Linked DNA regions of Triticum aestivum: region 1 is linked to region 2. A link is a contact called in public Hi-C data. All regions are on one chromosome and are shown on one strand. The core of a region is the stretch at or near the end of the contact, and the rest is flanking DNA. Distances in the headings are between cores, read along the strand shown. Region 1 holds the start of LOC123164886 (putative disease resistance protein RGA4). Region 2 has its middle 27 kb from the start of LOC123170709.

Region 1 (6,407 bases), core at 3,473-5,972, 140 kb before region 2:
CTTTAGTGGCTTCGCGGAATCTATGTTCCATGCATAGCGGCAGTTGGGGCCCGCCAAATTAAATTCGTCAGCCATGACTGACCTTGCGAGGTCATACACGAGGTCATGCATTGTGAACAGTGTGACAATATTGTCTATGTCGTACCATTCAACAATAGCCTGCACGATAATATACAAGGGTGTAAGACTTGCACTTAAATTTTTACTACTGATGCAAGGATAGGCTATGCACAATTGGCTGGAACGAATAATTAGAGGATAACTAACCGGATGTTAATCTGGGTTTGCAATTCAGAGTTCAGTCTACTGCTTTTTCCATCTAACCTATTGCTTACTTCGTAATGACTTAATCATCAACAAAATTTTAGTCTAATCTAATGCAATTATCATCTAATGCCGTTCATATTATAAAACTACACACGAGTGAGAAGTAAAATAAGAACTTGAACTCCAAATTATTACATGTGTCTTGTACAAATTGGACTATATGAACAAAATGTTAGTTTAGAGAGCATTCTAACACAAACGTCGGCTGCTCCCCCTCCCCTCCATTTAAACCACCTGAGGGGATTGTAGGGGAGTGGGATCGTTTGCACCCACGACCCCACTCCCCTACGTGATACACGGGTACTTTAAAAGCCTCGGGGAGCCCAATCGTCGAGCGCGGCCACAACAGATCCCGCTCGTGGGCCGAGGCTGCGGCTTGGCAGGCCCGGTTCACGGCAACGTCCCGTTGCGCGCGTGGCCTGGCAGGGCTCTGCCCGCCGTAGGGCAACACGTGGCGTGCCCTCGGCCTGCGGCGGGCGCACCTTTTTGTGTCGGCGGGCGCGAGCCGGCCAGACCGTTCGTTTTCCCCTCCGGTCGGACGCCGAGGCAGCCTGGTCGCCCGCAATCGAAGTTTGCGGCGCCGGGCCGGTCTCCTGCTGGGGATGCAGAGCCGGCCGCATCCGCGCTCGGCTGAATCCACCATCTCCAGGGGGGAATAAGCTGCCGAGGCCCGCCGCTTCGAGCCGCCAGGCCTCAACAGCTTCGGGAACTACCGTTGGAGGGATGACCCCAGGTAGGCTCAAACGCACAAGTCCACTTTTCAAAACATCGGGGCGGCCAACGTCCCTTAGTCCGCCTGGCCCTCCAGCCGGCTTCCCCGTCGCAAGCCAGCTGGCCACGGCGCCGCGATTGGGTCGGCTGGCCGCAGGCCGGCGGAGTCAGTGTCGTCCCGTCGAACCGTCCGACAGGACCTCTCCCACGTAGGGGAGAGCGTGGCTACAGTGCCACTGACCGGAGAGGGCGTGGCTACAGTGTGCGTAGGTCCGCTAACCGGGGCGACCGACGTCAGCGTGGCCCGACACCGTAGCTACACAGTACCAACCACTCCATGACGCGGCGGACGAAGTGCCAATGTCGAGCACCCGGCGGGCTCCATTGCCGGCTGGAGACGATGACAATGGGGCCCCATCCCCCTTTAGTTTATTGCTTCTAACCTGGGAGGTCGGGCTATAAGACCTTCCAGGAACCGCCCAGTAGGGGTCGGCTCATTCTACACCCTCACACACACACTCGCCTGAGGCAAGGAAGATAGGTAGCTCGTTCCTCCTCCACCAAGAATAATTCCAGGAGCACCATTGTAGCCCTCGTGATCCTTCATAGTCGATCCAGTAGGACGAGGGGTGTTACCTCCCTCGGAGGGTCCCGAACCTGGGTACATCGTGTGTCTCGCACCGCTTGTCCCCAACCTCGCTTCCGAAACCCACCGACCTCCTCTGGCCCCAGCCACTCTCAATTAGCCATCCCATGGCATCTGCCGTGAGAATACCACGACATCCAAGTCAGGAAAACATCTTGGGCCTCCCTGTGAGTCGGCCCACAGTACTCATGCATGAGCCGGCAGCCATGGGCCGGGTCTCGTTTGAGTCCTTGGTCTTGTTTCGATTCCTCTCTGAGGCTCGGAAGTAGTGTGACCAAAGCACGTTTCAGTACTACCAAGCTCGGGGCTGGGTCTCACGACGCCGGGTCTCATCCGTGGGAAACATCCCCAACAGCGACCATCCACACGGTGACAGTCTGAGTCTTGTCTTCCTTGACTCTGCTCACACCGCGTCACACGAAGGTGACGGACGGTCGTGAATTCCGTGCCCATTCCCCATCATTACCACTGCTTATTCCACAGTTAGTGCACATGAACATCTAACTTCCATCTTTTGACTCAACATCTGTGTGCTAACTTATTTCCCAATGAAGAAATCCACATCATATCCGAATTGTGCAATACATTAATAAAATAAAATAATATCACAATTAAATGTGAAGGTATGAATTAATCTGCTCACCTTTGAATGTTGAAGAAATGACATCTCCAGAAGCTGCATAATGTAACTCTCACCGAGTTGCCAATAAGAGAATATACTAGATGGCTCCATGAATCCAAGAGCAATCCATTGATGAATTAACTCATCTTTAATCATTATGTGGCCCTTTGGAAAGATTGCACAATAAGCAAAGCACGACTTTAAATATGGAGGCATCAAGTTGTAGCTTAACAACAAGGATCCAAGCACTTCATGACTAGATGATGCATCTGTAGAAGTAGATAGATTCCAGATATGATTGGTTCTGACCGAATTCCATTCTCCATACGACTTGGACCTCAAAATGTGTCCAAGTGATTGAGCAGCTAAAGCTACGCCTTTGCACTTTTTTGCAATATCCCTTCCAATCGGCTCCAACCGTTCTTTGTCGTCCCTTGTTTCGAATTTACTCTTTTGGCTCATTATTTCCCAGCACATCTCATCTGACAATTGAGGTAATTTGTAAGGCTGCACAGTGGAGATTTCATTTGCAATCCCTTCATCACGTGTGGTAACTACAACCATCACCTTGCACCCCTTACTCTGCTTCAGCATAGACTTTAATTCTTCTAGTTGAGAAGGACGCTTCTCCCACAGGTCATCCAGAATGATCAAAGCATTCTTCTTCTCAGCAAGTAGCTCTTGAAGGCGAATGTTAATACTGTGCAGATCAAGTATCTGCTGGCTCTGTTGTCTTGATAGTTGTGATATTATAGTGTTGCCAATTTTTTTCAAGTCAAATATCTGGGAAACATAGACCCATACCCGAGAGTGTTTTTCAAACTCAGGATGATTGTAAACCAATCTTGCCAAGGTGGACTTTCCAATTCCTCCCAAGCCCCATATGGGAACAAAGGTGGTATGTTCAGTGGTGCTCCCAGATAATCGAGCCAAGATTTCCAGTTTTTCCTCGGCCCTCCCGATGATTTCTGCTTCCACCATAGTCCCTGCATTTTCCCGGATATCAGGAAGTTGTGGCTCATTGCTGCGAGTTTCTGGCAGAAGACGATAGTTCTGATGGTCTTCTGTTATCTTCTGTAGACGCTTTTGCATCTTTTTCATCTTGTCCGGCATACTGATCTTCTTCCTCATAGCTCCGACCTGCAAGAGGAATGACTTGATCTGTCAGTACCATTGAAGACATGAAAAGTACATACACGTGGTGGTAATCTTATGAGATGCTGTTGCACTTTAAATCAAGAAAAGCGCATGTAGATAATTTAAATTCACATAGTAACAAGTATGGTCTTATCCGTGTAGCAGAACAGGATATCTAAATAAATTCAAATTCATCTAGATAATTTACTTCACTATATGGATTCAGATTTTTAGGATGATGAATTTATTCAGTACATAATTTACCTGATCCATCAGTTCAAATTCATCATCTAGACATATTCAGGTCCATCAGTCTCTCATATCCCAGGGGAAAAAGAGCAACAACATTCAGATCCAGATTGATGGCAACCAAATGAACATACCCGGGACTGTGTGTCAGATTCGAAATCGTCGAGCATGTCGGAGATGTCATACATGGCGGCCTTGAGCCGGTTCACCCACAGCAGCGCCGAGCTGTCGTTGATGGAGCGCCTCTCGGCGTCGCTGAGCGCGGCCTCCACCGACTCCAGCGTCATCTTCATCTTCTGCAGATCTTTCTTCAGGTTCTTGTGCAGCTTGATCTTGCCGCCGATGGCGGATCCGATCTGTTTTATCACCACCTTGATGACGCCCGAGGCGACCATGCCCCCGACGACGGCTGCCGCTGCCGCCATTGCTGGCCCGGGCGGATCTTACGGGGACACCGATAACACTGACGCGCGGTTCTCACAGCCTAGTGCAGAGGAAGGAGTCGGTGAGGCAGAGGTCGCCGGAGAGGATCGTAGAGGGGGAGAAAGAGACTGGTCTGTATCAACGCCGTCTGCAAGGGACTCCGTCGCCGCCGGTGACCGGGAAGCAAGGAGGATACAGCGCTTGCGGGGAAGAAGAGATAGGCACAATGAAGAAGGGGGGCAGATTCTTCTTTTCATTCTCTGAATCGAGTGGTTGCAGACTCGCGGCCTGATAAGTGCCGACGGCGACGGCGACGGCGACGAGGTGTGGACTGGATGTGGTCGAGTGTGAGCGCGAGAGGGGAAGAAAGATTCGCCGGAGTTGTCTCTTTCTTTGACCGGGAGCACCCAACCCAAGTGTGCCTCTCTTCCCCGCGTGAACGCGGATCTGCGGCCGGGGCGGGGATTCAGTCCCGTAGTACATAGGTTTGGAGACGGAGACGGAGGAAGCATCGTCGCCGGGAGGAGGGCCCCCGGCCGATCTGCTGCAGCGGGGATGAAGATCAGGGTCCTGTTGGGGACCAGGATGATACTGTCACCTCTGCAGCGGAGGCAGAACCAAAGTCAAGTTTCTTTTTTTTTAATGTATGAGGGAGACGACTAGTCAAGTGGTGCTTTTTTTTAATGAGGAGGCGACAAGTCAACCGATGCTGCGTGGGAATGTGAGGTCCAGGAGAAGTATCCATCAACTATCCTAAAAAAAATCCCCTCAAAAAAACTATCCTCAAAAATAAAGTCAACAAGGATTAATCAACGCGCTAAAAAAGTGAGATATTTTAAATTTTTTAAAAGGAAAATGGGTTAATAAAACAAAGTGGCTGATACATCACCAACATAAACCAGCCCGAGACTGCAACCAAAGGAGCCAATAATTATGTCACCCAAATGACGTGAGTTGACACCCTAAAACTCCAGAGCCACCGCGTTGCCATGCCTAGACCGGCTGAGGAATTATCGAAGGCAACGGCTGGGATGAACACCCCACATCTTGTACTTTCAATCTCACCTTCTGCTTTCTTCCACATCTCACCCACTCCCTCTTCTTGTATGATTGTATCCCAAGTTCTACTCAGGTTGTGAATCTTTATTCCTAAACTATCACTTTAAAGAGCAAACTATCATGTGTGTGCTTGATTTTTTTTTTTGCGGGGTATGTGTATGCTTGATTAGAGTGATTGTTTGCGCGCACACACGCTTGATTCAGGCTCGTAATAGTGTAAGTCAATATAAGAGGCATTTCGATCCGAAGTTGACTATGATCTACTTGCAATTCCCTTGATTTACTCGTGAAACTCCGGCGAAGGGTGTGAAATTCATCGTGATTTTTGCACAAAGCACTCTGCCACACTATGTGAAGCGGATTCATGTGAAGTTGGAAAGCCACAACACCTTCATCATTTTTTTTTGGGAAACCACACGCTAGAATAGCCACACTGTACCTTCTTCACTTATGATGAATCCACGAGACCACAAGCCTCGTTTTATTTTACCTTCTATTTCTACTTAGGTTTTACTTTCCATATACGAAAATGATTTCTTTTTTAAACTTATTTTTGTTTCATTTTTTACAAATCAATTATTTAGAATAAAATATAGTTTCTAAATGTATGATGAACATTTTAATTCACATAATGCGTATAATTAAAAATAATTTTTATTTGTGCAAAATTTCATACACGAATATACTTTTTATGTACACTAACCTTTTAAAGTACATGACGACCATTTGCACACATGCTTAGTTCCCTCATTTCTGCAATATATTTACAAACCATTTTAGGAAAAATGCTAATCAAAATACATTTTACCTTTTTTACAAAACCAATATACATTTTTTCCTGAAAAATTGAAACAAAGTCATGGACTAAAGGGCCCGTCCTATGAGCCAAACAAATGAGGCCCAACACCTTCGGGAGCTTCCCGTTTTCCTCCGGAACGCCTATGTCTTGCTTCGCGAGAGCTATGTCTCGCCTTACGTGAGACGTAGCGATCTCTCGCTGAATGGTCTGGAGTAGTCGGGCCAGCCCACTAGCGTGTGTAAAAATGGCAGCGCGCGGGAATCGAACCTGGCCCGTCCTAGAAGCATCGTCGCACTGATAGCCAGTGTATCTCGAGACAACATCGAGGTTGTGCTAAATTACTTGGGCACAACCTATTAGAAGGGAAAGAGCTACTTTTACACAGGTTTTCTGGTATTTTTCGGTTTTTTTACTTCTCCATTTTCTTCTGTTAT
Region 2 (6,969 bases), core at 4,392-6,891:
CAATATAATAGCAGTGGCGCAGAGTCACACTCGTTTGCTAGTCTTTTGATCTCCCGTTATGGAAATATCCTTAACTGCACTAAGGACCAGAACTGTTCAACGACTAGTCCACACACGTGCCGTTCGCTGCAGCGTAACTACGAGACAGCTACGTACAAACTACGCTCCCTCGCCTCGGTGTCGCATACGAGCGTCTCACTCTCACCAACGACTATGGACAGGAAAATAAGCGGCGTTGTGGACGATTTTGTGGCGAAAATCCGATAGTTCAGAGGCCTACCAACAACCGAGTCATATTATCTCCCGCCCGCCAACATGCATGCATGAGTCCGTTTTTCCAAGTTCAACTCAAACAGCTGACAGGCATGTAGTAGTATACAACAATTTGGAGTAATTAGGACAATGAACCCTTTGATTGATGAATTGACCGGTGCATCTGCGGACCATGACTGCGTGATCACTGTCATGGTTGTTGTGCAGCAAACGTGGTCGAGATTTGCAGTAGTACTTGATTTGACAAATGTAGATCGACCCGGTCCGAGCATGGCCGATCGAGACGTCGCTGTGCTTCCTACGCACGAACGGTTCCAGGAAGTCCTCAGCCTATTTTACAGCAGCAGGAAGCTGCCCTGCTCTTGCCCTCAGTCCACATTCGTTCTCCTTTTAATATTCCACTCTTCAGAAATGAAACTCCAAGCAGCTACCCACTTGGTGCGGACCCCTGTGAAACATGAGGACGGCGTGCGAAAATGGAAGGAAAATTAGGAAGAGGAAACTTGGTGCCTCCGTTACATGAAGCTTCACGGCTTGTGGTGCCGGATAGATAAGATTACAACTAGAATAATATACTCCTAGATACTCCTAAATATAAGTATTTTTGCTAAATATAAGTATTTTTAGGGATTCTAATATGGACTACATACGGAGCAAAATGAGTGAATCTACACTCTAAACTACGTCTACATACATCCGTATGTAGTCCATATTGAAATCTCTAAAACAAACTTATATTTGGGAACGGTGGGAGTAGTATTTTTTTAGGCAAAAAGAAAAGGGATAGATAGATTAAGGAGTGCAGCTTGAATTGTTTTGTCTTTCACTCCTGTATTGAGCCGGTGCTTCCCTCAAACCAGGAACGTATCTGTTTTTTTTTTCTAGAAATCAGGAACGTATCTGGTGCATCCACCTTTGTTGTGCTGCCAGTGAAGGGAATGACATAGCATATTATAAGATGTATGAAAAAACTCTGAAAAAAATTCTAACAAATTAACGCAACATCAATGTATGTCTTCATAAAATTCGAAACATTGCTAAAGATAAAAAAAGACAAAATTAACATCAATGTGATAATGGGCCAAATCTAAAGCCCAACTTATGTTATATACTATTCAGTGTTGAATTTGTCATTTTTTTGTTGTCTGAGCTATCTTTCAAATGTTAATTAAATTTTTGTGACAACATACATTGACGTTGTGTGAGTGTGCTAACTTTTTCAGGAATTTCCGAACAATTTAAATGTGCCACGGGGGTTCGATGGACCAGGTGCACCACAAGGACATGTGCACTAGTTATTCTGCCACCTCCAACCTTCCTCCCATCTTCTCAGTTTCTTTTTGTTTTCTTTTTTTCGCATTTCCAGGCGCTACATTCCTTCAGTTTTTCTGATTTTTGTTTCTATTGTTTTACTGCCATTAGTCAGTTTTTTTCTATTTATTTATTTATTTTTTAATTTCCACAAACTGTTAAAAACATTCATATTTTTTAAAAAAAATTGATGGAACGTCTAAAAGGTTGACTAATTTTAAGAAGTGTTCGCAATGTTTAATAATTATGCATCGATTTAAAAAAGTTCATAATTTTATAAAAATTATCACAGATTTTAAAATTTCTCCGTGAAAGTTTCAATAGATTTATGGAACGTTCCTGTTTGTGTGTGTCCAGTAGGAAATTGAACACGCAAATTTACCAATTATGACTTGGGTGGCTTGAACCGTGGATGAGACTGCTGATGGTTCTCACATTAGCGAAAAGACCCCACGGCCACTAAATATCAGGCTAGCTTTGCGAGCCCGCCTTCCCTAATGAGAATGAAAACTAAAACTATAATAGCCGTCTTTCTGTTCATTAGGTCTGTATAATAATCCTATTGTATGTTTTCTTTTTCTTGGACTCTTTCTTTCTGTCCTTTGCTCCTTTAAATACATTATCTTTTTTTAAGGAGCAAAACACTTTCAAAAAATAAATGAGAATTTCTAGACAAAAAATGTTCAATCCATTTACTAAAGTTCTTCATGAAAATTTAAAACATTCATGCATTTTTTAAAATGTTCATGTAACAAAAGGTGTCCATCTAGTTTTAACAAAATGTTCGTGCAGTTTCAAAAGTGTTCACACATTTTCCTAAAAAGTGTGGGTTATGTCCATGACGAGGGAAGTGGGTGAAGTGTAGTTTTAGGCTAGGTCCATGGTGGGGTTTGGCGTCATGTCGTAGTCTCGTATTATGTCACGGCGGAGTTGAGCTTCGATGCCGGAGAGTGGAATCATCTAGCAGTGGAGTCCTCCCTCTCGATGTCGATTGTAGCAAGCAAAGGTAAAAGAAAGATCCATCGCCCCCCCCCCCCCCCCCCCCCCACATAAACTCGATGAAGCAACAGGTCTGGAATAGCCCAGACCCGTTCCCCTCTTTCTTCATCGCCATGGGCGCGATATGTAGGAGAAGGCTAGTTGAGGTGCTACCCTCTCAGATATGTTGTTTCAAGGGGATTTGGAAGCCGCCATGGCCGATCTTTGATTCTTCTTCTACCGCTACTTCGATCTCAGTCGCCACAACAACAGATCAAAGAGCAAGTGTTTTTTGATATTCCTCTTTCAACCACCTTGGTGAGGCCCTTTCTCATGTGCCCGAGGATGCCAAGGATTATGCCGGAGTTGGTATCAAAGTAGCTTCGGTGAGATTCGCTAACTGCAATGTAATCTAGTTTCACTCCCTAGGGTCCTACTTGAAGAAAATGGAGGACATGGATGCAATATTAGATTTTAGGACGCTCCTTGTCAAATTGTAGTATCACTTTTGACTTAATCGGGAAGTTTTGCGGACCTTCGAGTCTCATCCCGTTGATCAAACAAAATTGTACTATAAATATTTCTTAATATGCAATGAATTTTTTAAATACATGATGAAAAATATTTAACACCCTACTATTATTTTTATTTAAACTACAAACATATTTTAAATACATGAACATTTTTATGAAATACATGATTAATAGTTTTAAGACATAATGGATACTATTTACTAACACACGGTGGATATTTTGAAATACATGATAAACATTTATAAAAAAATACAAATCCACCTCAAATAACCGGGTGGGCTGTCCGGGTGCAAAATTGCCAACCAACCAGACCTGCCCAAACGTCCGGGTTGTCCGACACTCTCCATACCCGGCTCATATCTGGGGCATATAAGGGGATGCCCAAACGTGCCCGCCACGTAGGTAATGGCCCGCCATGAACCCATAAAATCCTCATCTTCCAGACGTAACCCTAGTTCTCAGTCCACTCCCATTCCCTCCCCTCTCCTCCCATCCACCATGGAGAGCTCCGGCGGCGACTCTAATCCCATCGACTGGGACGACCTCGCGAAGGAGGTGGCCTCCGACAGCGAGGCGCCGGACGACGAGGAGCTTGCGCTCCACATCGCTATCGAGCGATCCAGGTTGGACACTCGCGAGAGCTCGAGCTCCGCACCATTTGACCCAGCATTGTGGCCCGTCGTGCTCCGCTCCACTATAGGTCTAGCGCCAGCCTGCCCTCTCCCCTTCCCCTACGGCGCCAGCTCCACCCGGGCAGCGCTGGATGTTCGTGCCTACGCTCACCAAGAGGATTCGGATGCTGGAGTCGGAGGCGAAAGCAACCCACCACGAGCGCCAGCGGGCCACGCAAAGGGATGCAGAGGCCTGCCCTTCTAGCGCCCATGCGCTAGATCTGTCCCTATCGACCAGGAGGAGTAGCTCCGCCATGAGGTCATGCATCGTTCGCTTACGTCAGCAGAGACGGACCCTAGGCGCCTCCGGCGCAATAATGCGAAGGCACTCTGGCTCGGGATCGAAGCGTCGGAGCTCCTTGCAAGGGAGGAGACCGCCAAGGCCAAGGCGGCACGACATGCGACGGAGCAGGCTCGCGCCGTCGGCCACCTCTCCGGCTACATCTCCTTGGCATCGGAGAGCGGCACGACGAGCGCGGACGACGACGATGATGATCCTCCCGCCGCAGACACCCAGAGGAGTATTATCGCCGCTCCGACGACCGCAATGGGGAGGGCCCGGCTAAGAAATGATGATCTTCGCCCCTCTAGCTAATATAACTCGAACTGTGTCTTTTGGGTTTGATTAGGCTGTTTATTTCTCGTTCGTTCTTCATTGTTGATCTACGCAAGGTTTTAAATTTCGGACACAAAATAATTTCGGACCTCACCGAAATATGTGAAATTTTGGATATTTCGGAAATTATTTCAGACGTTGAGATTCCAAATTTCACATAGTTTTAATGAATTTTAACATAATTTAATTTTATTATGAAATCTGTTTGAATCTGCATCGAAATTTTGGTGTCAAAAATATTTCGGACTCCAAATATGCGAAATTTTAGAAATTTCATTGAAAATTTTCGGTATGCATGGTCCGTATGGATTTGAATGTGGATGTATGGGGACTGCGGTTGTGAACGGGAAGAAATGAGCCGTGCCCGGTCACTGCCCACAGATGTGTCCGCGGGCGTATAGGCCCCAATTTGGGCGACCAGGGTTGTAGATGCTCTTATGAACTACTAGGTGTCTGCACAGTTTGAGAGGTATCAAGATCAAGTTGGGTACATCCATATTATTATCCCTGTCCTGCCAGATGAGGAGGGCGATAGAAGGAATTAGGTATCAGTCGCCAAGTAGGTACACAAGATCACATGACGCTGGCTCTCCGATTTCTGGTTCTGCAAATATGATAGTCCCAAAAAGAGACACCAAAGCGAAACGACGAAACCCACGGCGTGAGTGAACGAAAACCTCCACCACCGGGCGGGGCTGGACGAATCGTTGCTACTTTATTATGGTTTTCCGGGCAGCACAGCCGCCGTGAATTATAGGGAGAAGACAACGTGCGGCAGTACGGGGCAGTATTATTTATGCTTAGCCAGGAACGTTCGTTTCTACCTATCTATCGATCGACCGATCATCGTCAGCAAGCAAGCAGCAGCCAGGTGCAAGGTGCGTCTGCCCCTTTTAGGTCTCCCTTGCCGACGGAGCGTGCGTGCGCTAATCCTCTTTTGGCCTTTTTTCGTGTCGCGTTCATGTACGTCGGAAATGGAGCGCCGCGGAAATCACTTTTAGTCTATCGTATAATCGCTTTTAGTATTATCTTAGTGTATCAAGGAGGGTGTGTGAGTGACGGTGCTTTCTATCTCTGTTTGGTTGCTTCCTTGCCGTCATGCGTCAACCAAAGTGGATTGTGGAGGATTCCGGGAGATTTGGGCAGAATATACTATCACTACCAGAGCGAGCGCCGGACTACTCTATCTAGCTAGGAGTAGTAGTATTTGCAGCGTTGGAAGGACGTGGTGCGGGGCGTTGCTGGGCGCACCTCTGGCCTGGTCCGGCGCGTCTTCCGTCCAGTCGCTGCCGGGCACGGGTGGACCGGACAAGCTACATCTCACGCGCTATTCATGTGTCAGGCTATCATCAGATGCTACTACTGTACTAGCAGCTACTGTTGCTTGGCAGGGAGATTCATCAATCACTCATGTGATCAGTCCCGTGCCTGGATCATCTTGGCCGAGCCTGCATCATCCGACGACTGACTGTCGACGGTGGTGCATCTATAGCTGCGTGTCAGGCCGCACGGCGTGCGTTGTCGTCAGCTCGCCATTCGGCCACGGGCTAGTCGATGAATTAAGCAACACGAGAGGAGAAAGGAATATGGATTGACGTGCTTGCACCGCATCCATACGCACACACCAAACACAAACGTACGCGCTGCGCGTGTAGTGTAATGCAGTGCAGTCAATCGTGAAAGAGTAGCTTATAGACGTACGACTACGACGGTAGGAGGGGAGGGAGAAAATCACCTCGCAAAGTATCAAGGAGTGCCGCCATAGATCTCCGTCCCTCCGTGGACGTACGGATGTCATGAAAACGTCGATGGCTTGGCCTCGGCGCGTGCGTGCCTGTGGACCGGCGGCCGGGGGCCGGGGGAGGTGGCGTCTGCCTGCTTGCCGGCCTGCGCATGGCGCTGCCCCGGTTCGCGCCCTCCCCGGCCTCGCCTCGCCACGCCACGCCCTCCGCGGCGCGCGCGACGGCACGCACATGGGGTCCGTCCGACTCCACCTGTCCCCGCCTCTTTCATGGATCAATCGCTTTACGAGCGTCCTCTTCCGCCGAGCTTAAATCTTCTGCGTGTCTACCTATAGATAGATTACTTAAGAGCATCTACCGCCGCGATGGCCAAATCCAGCCCTTCAAACACGTCTAATGAGGCACGCCTCATATTTAGCACTCTGCATCCGTGTATCTCATATCCGGCGCCTTATATTCATACTACACATGCAAACGTTGATCTACCTACATTATCAAACGATGGACAACAAAAATCGGCTACAAAGGAATACAAGATCGGCTGCAAACAGACATTAACACACTTCGCCACATTCAAAAGATTATAGTTCGTCACTGGACAAGTTCTTAAACTTTTACAACTAAAAACAATATAAGCCTTCCTTAGAAAAACAATATAAGCATTAAGGGGGCGGGGAGGGGGGGATCACCACTTCCTTGCCGGGCCTTTGTCCTTCCGAAAGCCGGGCACAGTTGTAGCCGTACGCGGCTGGTGGAGGGTCTTGGTCGTCCGATGAGGAGGTGCAGTTGTCGCCGTCGTCTGAGTCGGAGTCGGAGAGGACGATGAGCCCCTTCATCCGATGGAC

Evidence for each region. Hi-C and Micro-C count contacts between places; a contact is called where the count stands out from the background.
Region 1: a Hi-C map of leaf shows a contact between it and region 2, with 2.2 times the contacts expected there. The contact joins the promoter of LOC123164886 here to the enhancer-like site in region 2. A contact is called at or near these places in 2 of 5 Hi-C or Micro-C datasets (both in leaf).

The regions. Positions count from the first base shown.
Region 1 is chr7D:36,747,946-36,754,352 of IWGSC CS RefSeq v2.1, reverse strand. It overlaps LOC123164886 (putative disease resistance protein RGA4), which reads right to left and starts at 4,722. Exons shown (of 5, transcript XR_006482702.1): 1 at 3,827-4,722; 2 at 2,328-3,446; 3 at 1-159.
Region 2 is chr7D:36,611,838-36,618,806 of IWGSC CS RefSeq v2.1, reverse strand. No RefSeq gene overlaps it. Among protein-coding and RNA genes, the nearest start is that of LOC123170709, 27 kb to the left of the region's middle. Within about 2 kb of position 5,641, at least 7 of the 8 cell types and tissues checked have an H3K27ac peak or open chromatin away from gene starts, as enhancers often do. A contact at or near this core is called in leaf, where this site is marked.